Linked DNA regions of Mus musculus: region 2 is linked to region 1. The links are chromatin contacts, called in public HiChIP or PLAC-seq maps. All regions are on one chromosome and are shown on one strand. Each heading gives the region's core, a stretch centred on a gene start, on an enhancer-like site or on the middle of the called end of the contact. The rest is flanking DNA. Distances are from core to core; before and after follow the strand shown. Region 1 overlaps Mad1l1 (MAD1 mitotic arrest deficient 1-like 1). Region 2 holds the start of Mad1l1 (MAD1 mitotic arrest deficient 1-like 1).

What was found. HiChIP or PLAC-seq counts read pairs in DNA pulled down with a chosen protein or histone mark.
Region 2: an H3K4me3 HiChIP or PLAC-seq map of embryonic stem cells shows a contact between it and region 1, with 17 read pairs. The contact joins the promoter of Mad1l1 here to the enhancer-like site in region 1. A contact is called at or near these places in 4 of 39 promoter capture datasets (the 3T3-L1 cell line, the C10 cell line, liver and 1 more), 9 of 115 datasets of contacts at active chromatin or transcription factors (the SCID.adh cell line, bone marrow-derived macrophages, double positive thymocytes and 6 more) and 2 of 9 other capture datasets (embryonic stem cells and pancreatic islet).

The regions. Positions count from the first base shown.
Region 1 is chr5:140,121,108-140,125,493 of GRCm38.p6, forward strand. The region is part of intron 13 of Mad1l1 (MAD1 mitotic arrest deficient 1-like 1); the gene reads right to left. Among named protein-coding and RNA genes, the nearest start is that of Gm30492, 28 kb to the left of the region's middle. Within about 2 kb of position 2,329, at least 36 of the 459 cell types and tissues checked have an H3K27ac peak or open chromatin away from gene starts, as enhancers often do. A contact at or near this core is called in embryonic stem cells, where this site is marked.
Region 2 is chr5:140,318,507-140,323,289 of GRCm38.p6, forward strand. It overlaps Mad1l1 (MAD1 mitotic arrest deficient 1-like 1), which reads right to left and starts at 3,046. Exons shown (of 18, transcript NM_010752.3): 1 at 3,001-3,046. It also overlaps a transcript of Nudt1 not described here.

The sequences.
Region 1 (4,386 bases), core at 1,079-3,578:
TCCCGCCTCTCCCAGGAACATTCTCCTCCCCTGTTGAGCCTGCAACAGCCATGCTTCCTAGACACTAGCTGGTGGCTGGCCCACCAGCCCCACTTCAGCACTGCTTCCCACTTTTGCCTCTTCTCCCTTGACCCACAGCATAAGACTATGGTTGGCACCACAAACTCACAGTGGGTTTCTGATCCAGAGACATTTCAAACCTAGCTCTTCAAGCACACGGATGACTCTTCCTGTAGGATTGGTATAGCAAGCAGCCTTTGTTTTTACTATTTGCAGTGTTGGGATGGAACCTAATGCTCTACCACTGAGCCACACCCCCAACACCTCCCTGGGGGATTCTAGGCAGGGGCTCTACCACTGAGCCACACCCCCAGCCCCTCACTGGGGGATTCTAGGCAGGGGCTCTACCACTGAGCCACGCCCCAGACCCTCACTGGGGGATTCTAGGAAGGTGCTCTACCACTGAGCCACGCCCCAGCCCCTCCCTGGGGGATTCGAGGCAGGGGCTCTACCACTGAGCCACGCCCCAGCCCCTCACTGGGGGATTCTAGGAAGGTGCTCTACCACTGAGCCATGCCCCAGCCCCTCACTGGGGGATTCTAGGCGGGGGCTCTACTACCAACACCATCCCTTTCTCAAGACCTCCCCAGTAATGACAACCACTGTAAACCTGTATACACCCATACACTCATTTCCTATCTCTACCACATGTATCCAATATAACCACATCGCCTGGTTTCAGGCTCCAGGACCCGTAGCCTCATGAGGTAAGTCCTGCCCTCTCTTTTGTGAGCATCTGCTCCCTTACAGCCAATAGGAGCTGACTCATGTTTTGGATTGGTAGACATGAGATGAAGGAAATAGAAATTTGGTTGTGCGTGAATGTTGTAGCCTGTACCTATCTATTTTCTACTTCACTGAAGAAAACCTGGGTCTAGAGTCAGTTATAAAAACAAGAAAACATGGGACTAATTGGATTGCGTCTTCAGGGACCCTGCCAAATGCCTCAAACCATGGGCCAGATTCCAAACTCATCCTGCTAAAAGGATTTTACACACAAAGTGCTTTTTGGAGGGCTCATCTGCAGCTGAGCAGTGGGGCCCCAAGCACATGCCTGCCAAGTGAGGGGGGATGAGGTGAAGAGGAGCCCTGTGCAGGCTGGGTGGGGGTTGCTTCACCACCTGCTGCTGCCCCGCCTCCTGTTTTTTTCAAACTGAATGTCCTAGAGAAGCTGATTCTGCCCACTCCACTCTCCAAGACTGGCAGGCATGTGAATATTCTCCCCTTTGGCACTTTCTGGCAGGTCAGCTAGTGCTGACTGTGCCCTGACACTCTCTACACCCAGGTGTGACCTGAAGCCAGGTTGTGGAGAGGACAGCATGTATCTCTCAGCAGGAGGCTATGCTCATATGTACTGGAGGTAAAGATGGGGATGCTGCCTGCTGCCCACTGCCCACCAAGACTTTGTGGTCCTCAGGAGCAAGTATTTACCTGGTTATTTAAACTGTAGGTAAAAGTTGAGGCCCTCCACTTCCAGGCTCCCATTCCAATGCTGTTCACCATAATGTATACCAACTAGATTGCAGGATCACAGAGCAGGGAGGGTGCCCCAGGCCTGGCTGGAGGGATAGCATGGACATTCCTGTCCCTAAGGTGGGGATGGATGAGCCAGGATACACTCTAAATCAGGGCAGGGAATGTGAAAGTCCCAGACTGCCGCTGACCTAGGCAAATGACAGAGATTTTCTGGACCTGTCTTCTTCCATCCTAACAGCCCCATCACAGGCTGCCACAGAAAGAAACTACACCGTGTGTCAGTGACCAACAAATCTATCAGACCAAACTCCTAAATGCTGGTCCTGCTGCTACACTGGGAGGGAGACCCCTTTCACCTCCTCTCCCCGCCCCACACTCCTATGCCGTCTGCTCAAGTAGTAGCCACTAAAAAGGCAGGTGTACGCGGGGCCTAGTGGTACATGGGGTAACCCCAGCCCTAGAGTGGTAGATGAAAGAACAAGCATCAGCTACATCATGAGTTTAAGGCTAACCTGGGCTCATGAGACCATGTCTCAAAAGTACAAAAGGCACTTACAGAAAATGCAGGGCAGAGCCTAGCACCAGCCTTTGCTTTCTAAGCATTAATACACTTCATGTTGCTGTGCCCTGATCACACAGACAAGGACACACACTGCACTCCTCCTTTGTCCCAGGGCCCTAACTTCTTTCTGTCAGGGTCTGCTCTGATTGACACAGGTGGGCAGAGGCTGAAGGAGAGTAAATGCAAATGACTTCCGCTCTGCAGAAGCTGACACGCCCACCGCCAGGCCATTCTCCAGAGGTAACACATGCTGAGGACAGTTCCTGCAATCTCTGACTCAGAGTGGAGAAGGGACACCAGCAGCCTCCCTGCTCTAACAGCTGGGTTGAAGCAAAGACTCTGGCGTCTCTGCTTGGGCCAGGTCAGGCCTGGAAGGTGTGGACACGAAACAGTAGGAAGCCGCAAGAAGTGGGGTGAATGCTGCGTCTGTGGAATTCTTGGAGTCTAAGCTTGAGCCAGCCTGGTATAGGAAGCCTTGGTGCAGATGATGCTTGGGTCCCTGGTGGCTGGGTCAAACCTCCAAAGTGGTCAACAGAATAGATGCAGCTCTATGAAAACTGTGAACACTGGCTGGAGGTGTGGCTCAGGAGAGTGCACGCTCAGAACTGGGTTGGATTCCTCAGCACAGCAAAACCCAACAACTTCAAAGGGCTTTCTTGCAAAACTGGTTTTCCCCCCACCCCACCCCCCATGCTTATGCTAAAATTCCCATGGAATTGCAAGGTGCTCTGAATAGTCAAGATGATCTTGATGGGGTGCAGTGGTTGTTTTTCTCCATGCTGCAACAAAACACCTGACAGAAAGCAGCCGAAGGAAGGGTTTACCCCAGCTCACAGTCTGAGGGTGCAGCCCACCCACCACGGTGGAGAAGGCATGGCAGGCAGGGGTGGGGGTGCTGGGTGGTGGTAGGAACACACAGGAGTGTGAGGAGGTTGCTCACACTGCAGCCACAGGCATAACACAAAGGGGTGGGTGCTGGGCTCAGCTCACTTCCTCCTCTTCATTCAGTCCAAGACCTCAGCCTAGGGAGTGTGCTGTGCACACTTGGATGGTCTTCCTACCTGAGCTAACCCAATCTAGAAACCCGCTCAGATGTACACAGAGGTATGTCTCCTAGGTGAGTCCACATCCTGTGATGATGACAACCAAGATCTAAACAATGCATTATGAGGGTGGGGACACACAGGCAGAATGCTCATATCAACCTAAGAGCAAAGGATAAGAAAGACAAGAACTTAGGTGGTGGCATAAGGAAGGACCCACAGGCGGAACTGGAACTGAGTTCAGCACTGAACACAAACTGGCACAGCCAGCTGGTTTTCAATGAGGTGGCCATGACTACCAGGTAGAAGAGGAGTCTCAGAAGGGGGCAGGATTGAGACAAGTGGATATGCGCACACAGGAACAGGGTTTGAGCCCTAACTCATGCCACAATAAAAACCAACTCAAAGTGGATCAGAATCAAAACATGAGACGGAAGGAAGATACAGGCAAAGGAAGATGAAATAAAAGACATATGGGTGAGAACCCAGGACTGAACCTTCCTAGCTTTGGATCAGGCAACAGTGTCTAAGCTGTGCCAACAGAGTGCAGCAACAAAAGGAGATGCCAAGGGCCTTGTCACAGCACAGCTCTGAATGCTAAGAATACAGGAGTGGGAACAGTCTGCTGGGTGAGCTATAGCTTTGCTGAGGCAGAGCTCTGATAGTAGTTGAGTATGCAGAATACATGAAGAACTCATACAGCAGAAGACACAGCTTAAAGTTGGGTGAGGGGTCTGGGGATGCAGCTCCACTTGTAGTATGCTTGCCAATTAAGAAGAAAAGGCAGAGAAGAAATAACAGCCGCTTCTGTCATCCCTGGTATTTGGGCTTCATCTTTCTGACTAGTCTGGCTAGAGGCAACTCAATGGAGTGGCTCTCACAGCAGCAGATTTTGATCGTGTTTAGAGAGGTGACCTCTCACGTGTGATTGAGATGAATATCCCTCAGAACTGCAGGAGACTGTCTGCTAGAGATAGCAGGAAAAAGGAGGGTGGCTGACACCCCCCCCCCAGCAAGAGGAGCCCCAACACTTCAAGACCAGAGCTCTCTGACAGCTCAAGAAAGCACAAATCTAATCTGAAGCAGAACCAGGGATGCCCTTCCAAGAAAACTGCCCACAGGTACTCACTGGCCCTGTGCAGCCCAGCCCTGAGCTCCTCCTCCTGTGTCTCTTATCTATAGACTCCACCAGCTTTCCTCTTTGCCCTAAAGCATCATTGTGATTCCATTCTAAGGATGCTGTGG
Region 2 (4,783 bases), core at 1,796-4,295, 200 kb after region 1:
GCCAGAAGAGGCTATGTAGCTGAGCTGGAGACAGGCAGCAACAGCTCACCATGGGCTTTCTGAAAGAACAGTCAGTGGACAGAGAAGGGCAAACCGAAGGCTCTGTTCAGATCGGGGACTGGGATGGGCCAGGGAAGGAGTCAAGTAAGTGAGGTGGGGACTTACACGCTGACTCACGGGGCTCACATGCGCTGCACTGGCAGGACTGCTGCCCTCCCATGGGCATGGAGGCCAAGCAAAGGGAGAGCAGGGCTCTCACAAGACGCCTGGATAAGGACAATGAGCAGCATCCAGCTGTCAGACTGAAGCCAGGAGCTAGAGAACTGAAAAACTGCAGAGTGCAGACACTCAGGAAATAGGTGTACTGAGGTCCTTGAGAGGCATGCAGTGACAGATGGCATCTAGTCAGGCAGAAAGGCAGAGGACATGGCTGGGATTCTGTGACCCTGGTTGGGTCTCTTCTCGGTTTGGGATCATGGAATCTATGTGGGATGTCTGTAACTTTAATGTCTGTGGGTTACCTGGTGTGGGGCTGGGGAAGTGGCTTAGTGGATAAAGATGCTTCCCACAAACCCTGCTGACCTGAGTTTGAGTCCCATGACTCCCAAGGAGGGAGGAAAGAAATGATTCCCACACTGTGACACCTGACACCCTGGGATTCAGACACATGAGGACAACAAAAGCAGACACATCCAGACTAGGCAACATTCTAGCCTTTAACCCACAAACGATTGCCTGGTCCCCCTAGAACAGAGGACTCTGGGACAGGTCCAAAATATTCTGGTAAGTCTAGATAAGTAGACCCAGACTTGCCAGCAACTAACAATACCGCCCTGGGTTCAGAAGCCACGATGGTGGTAGGCAGGGGACCCCAAGCCTCTTCAGTCTTCTATTGAGAGTTGAGTAACCCCATAACCTTTCTCTTGGAGGTCACCTGAGCTGTCCTACAACTTCCAGTTAGAGTCAGCCCAGGGGACAGTGAGTGAACCAGTGGGGCTGTATGGAAGGAGTCTGCACTGCCTCAGTAGCTGTCTAAACTCCTTCACAACCCACTGGGGACAGAATGGAGAGGCTGAATATATGTCACGCCAGGTTAGACTGAAAGACCAGGTAAGGTGTTGGAGAGAGTCTGCAGCAAAGAAGTTGTCTTAGTCAGGGTTTCTATTCCTGCACAAAACATCATGACCAAGAAGCAAGTTGGGGAGGAAAGGGTTTATTCAGCTTACACCTCCAAACATGTGTTCATCACTAAAGGAAGTCAGGACTGGAACTCAAGCAGGTCAGGAAGCAGGAGCTGATGCAGAGGCCATGGAGGGAATGTGACTTACTGGCTTGCTTCCCCTGGCTTGCTCAGCTTGCTTTCTTATAGAACCCAAGACCACCAGTCCAGTATGGCACTACCCACAACGGGCCCTCCCCCCTTGGTCACTAATTGAGAAAATGCCCCACAGTGGATCTCACAGAGGCATTTCCTCACCTGAAGCTCCTTTCTCTGTGATAACTCCAGCTGTGTTAAGCTGACACACAAAACCAGCCAGTACAGGAGTCTAAGCATTTCTCAGTTGGAGAAAGGTCCTTGAGAAGAGGAATGTATGTGAGGGGCTGAGGCAAGATCACAAGTCATGGGCCAGCCTGGGTTATACAAAAACCTAAAAATACAGCTAGACCCAATCTCAAAACGGGTGTGTGTGGGGGGGGGGGGTAACTTTGCAGAAATTTCTTCTGAATTTCCCACTTACAAGAACCGTGGTGTGCACCCCAATTACACATATGACAAAGCGAAGCTAGTGGCCAGGTGGACAACAGGCACAGTGGGAGAAGTGGGCCTTTGCTCACCAAGACACACTTTCTGTCCTCCCTCTTCGGACCAACACAAGAACTCTGCCATTAACACACAAGAATGAAGGGCTGCGGTTTCAGAAGCCACGACACCACACAGGTAACTAAAGCGCCACCTCAAGTTGTACCCTCTCCACAAGAACCCTGAACTTCCAGACAGCAGACTTTCCAGGACACCAGCTGCTCTGGATGGCTCCTGAGTTAACAGGGACACACACACCTTCTTTCTGGTTTCAGCCAAGGGACAGCCTGAGAACCTAGCACTTGGTGACACAGGTCTGTCATCCCAGGTACTCAGAAGGCTGAGACAAATTCAAGGGCTGGTGGCAAGTTCAAGATCAGCCCGGAAAACTTGGGAAGCCCCATCACAGAATAAAAATTAAGAAGAAAAAGTAAGGATTGGGCTGAGGAGGCAGCAGAGTAGGTGACTGCTTAGCGTACTGCTCTGCGAGAATGGGGACTGAAAACAACTCAATCTGTAAAGGCACTTTAGGGCAAGACAAGACAAGCAAGGTTCCATCTTTAGGACCCATATGGAAGAAGAAGAGAATTAAGTTATCCTCCAACCTCGACAGGAAGCCTGGTATATATATGCAAACACACACAAATCAATTAATTAGCCGATTAATTAATTTTTAAAAGGACTGGGGACATAGCTCAGTGGTAGAATGCATAAGTTCCTTGGTCAATCAACAGTACTGCCAAAAACAAACAGACAGACAGACAGACAGACAGACACACACACACACACACACACACACACAGTGGGCCTGACATGCGACTCAGCGCTCACCGGGGCTTGCCACCAAGACTGGTCAACCTGAGTTCGATCCCTGGGACCTACAAAATAACCGACTCCAACCCCGGGAGCCCTTCAGCCCACAGTGGGCCACGCTGTCCCCTCCGCCCCCGCCCCCGTCCCGGTCCCGGTCCAGGCCCGCCACCCCAGGCTCTGCAGCGGGACACCGGGGTGGGAGACCGTCCAGAGCGGCCCCGGGAGGGAGACACGGGGGACCCGGCAAAGGGAAGGCGCGCGACAGGACCGACTCAGAATGCATGCGTGTCGATGGCAGCAGACAGCTCCCTCCCGTGGCCTCGTTACGGTCGGGCAGGGCGCGAGGCGCCTGGGGCGCTCGCAGATCCCGCCACCGGGTCCCTTACCTCAGTTGAGGAGCCCGGTGCTGCAGCAGCCGCTCAGATCTCCCTCCTCTCCGCCGGTGTCTATATATCGCGAGACTTCCGCCGGGGTCTCGCGAGATCTGAGAAAACGGCCCGTAAAGAATTAAATATGTGCTCCACGGGCGTAGCCTGAGAACAAACCGCAGTCCCGCCAGGGGACCCGGAACCAAACTGGGCCCGGCTGCCTGTCCCGCAGGGCGCTCTTCCACTGCCCCGGGGTGCGCCGTAATGTATGGAATAGCACCGCGCAGGAGGAAAGGTTTGTTTGTTTTTGTTTTTGAGACAATGTTTCTCTGTGTAGCCTCGAACTCACAAAGATCCACCCGTGCCTGCCTCTGCCTCCCTGGAATTAAAGGCTTGCCGCACAACTGCTGGGCACGCTCGGAAAGGGAACAAAGTTTTGGAAAGTTGCGTTGCCTCTGAATCTTGCCACTTTGTATACACAGGTTGTTTTGTTTGGGCACTGTTTTGATTGGTTAGCTTGTTTCACTTTCTTTCTTTTGTGAATGAGAAGTCCTGGGAAGAAGTCCTTCACGTTGCGGGTCCAGAGCCTGATGAAATTTGTCTAGGGGCTATGTCTTTAGCCTCCTTCCTACCCGTTGCTTTCCTGCCTCTGCGTCAGCTCTAACGTGTTGTGACTAATGAATAAAAACCTCTTGGAATAAATTAAAACCCGGTTTCTACCAACCAAAATCCCCCGGACAGCATCAGAAGCATATAGCTGGTATTTCTCTTTGGTGTAACTGCCTACTTAAATCTTCCAACAGGCCGGTTTTTTATGTTTTATTATTTTATTTTGTGTATGGGTGTTTCATGTGCATGCATGATGTCCATAGAGACCAGATGAGGTCAGCAGAGCCTCTGGAACGGGAGTTAGATGTCTGTGAGCCAACATGTGTGTGCTGAGCACTGAACCTGGTGATCTTAACCTGAGCCATTTCTCTGGCCCACCACCAATGGCTTGGTTTGCTTTGGTTGTTTGGTTGTTTTTGTTTTGGGTTTTTTAAATAATTTTATTTATTGATATTAATAAATAATATTAATAAATAATAAACAATTTATTTATTTAATACATTTGAGTACACTATAGCTGTCTTCAGACACTCCAGAAGAGGGAGTCAGACCTCATTACGGATGGTTGTGAGCCACCATGTGGTTGCTGGGATTTGAACTCAGGACCTTTGGAAGAGCAGTCAGTACTCTTAACGGCTGAGCCATCTCTCTAGCCCCTTGTTTGGGGTTTTTTTAAGACAGGGTTTCCCTGTGTAGCCCTGGCTGTCCTGGAACTCAAGGCTAGCCTCAAACTTACAGAGACCCACCTGCCTCTGCCCGCCTCCCAAGTGCTAAGAATAAAGGAGTGTACCACCTGGCCCCCACCAATGTATTTTTAAGGTGCCCTGACTCATGACTTTGTTCTGTTACTATAAAAACTTCCTCATTGCTTCCAGACTGGAATGTGGAATATAGGGTAACCTAAGTCTGTATTTATGGGACATAGTCATTCATTTTTGGCTTGAATAAACAATCCCTCCAGTTGGTTGGTAGTGGCACATGTTTTTAATCCCAGCACTCAGAGGCTGAGGCAAGAGTATCACTGTGAGTTCGAGCCCAGCCTGGGCTACAAAGCAAGTTCCTGGACAACCAGGGCTACACAGAGAAACCCGATCTAGAAGAAAATAATAATAATAATAAAATGGACTGGAGAGATGGCTCAACCGTTAAGAGCACTGACTGCTCTCCCAGAGATTCTGAGTTCAATTCCCCA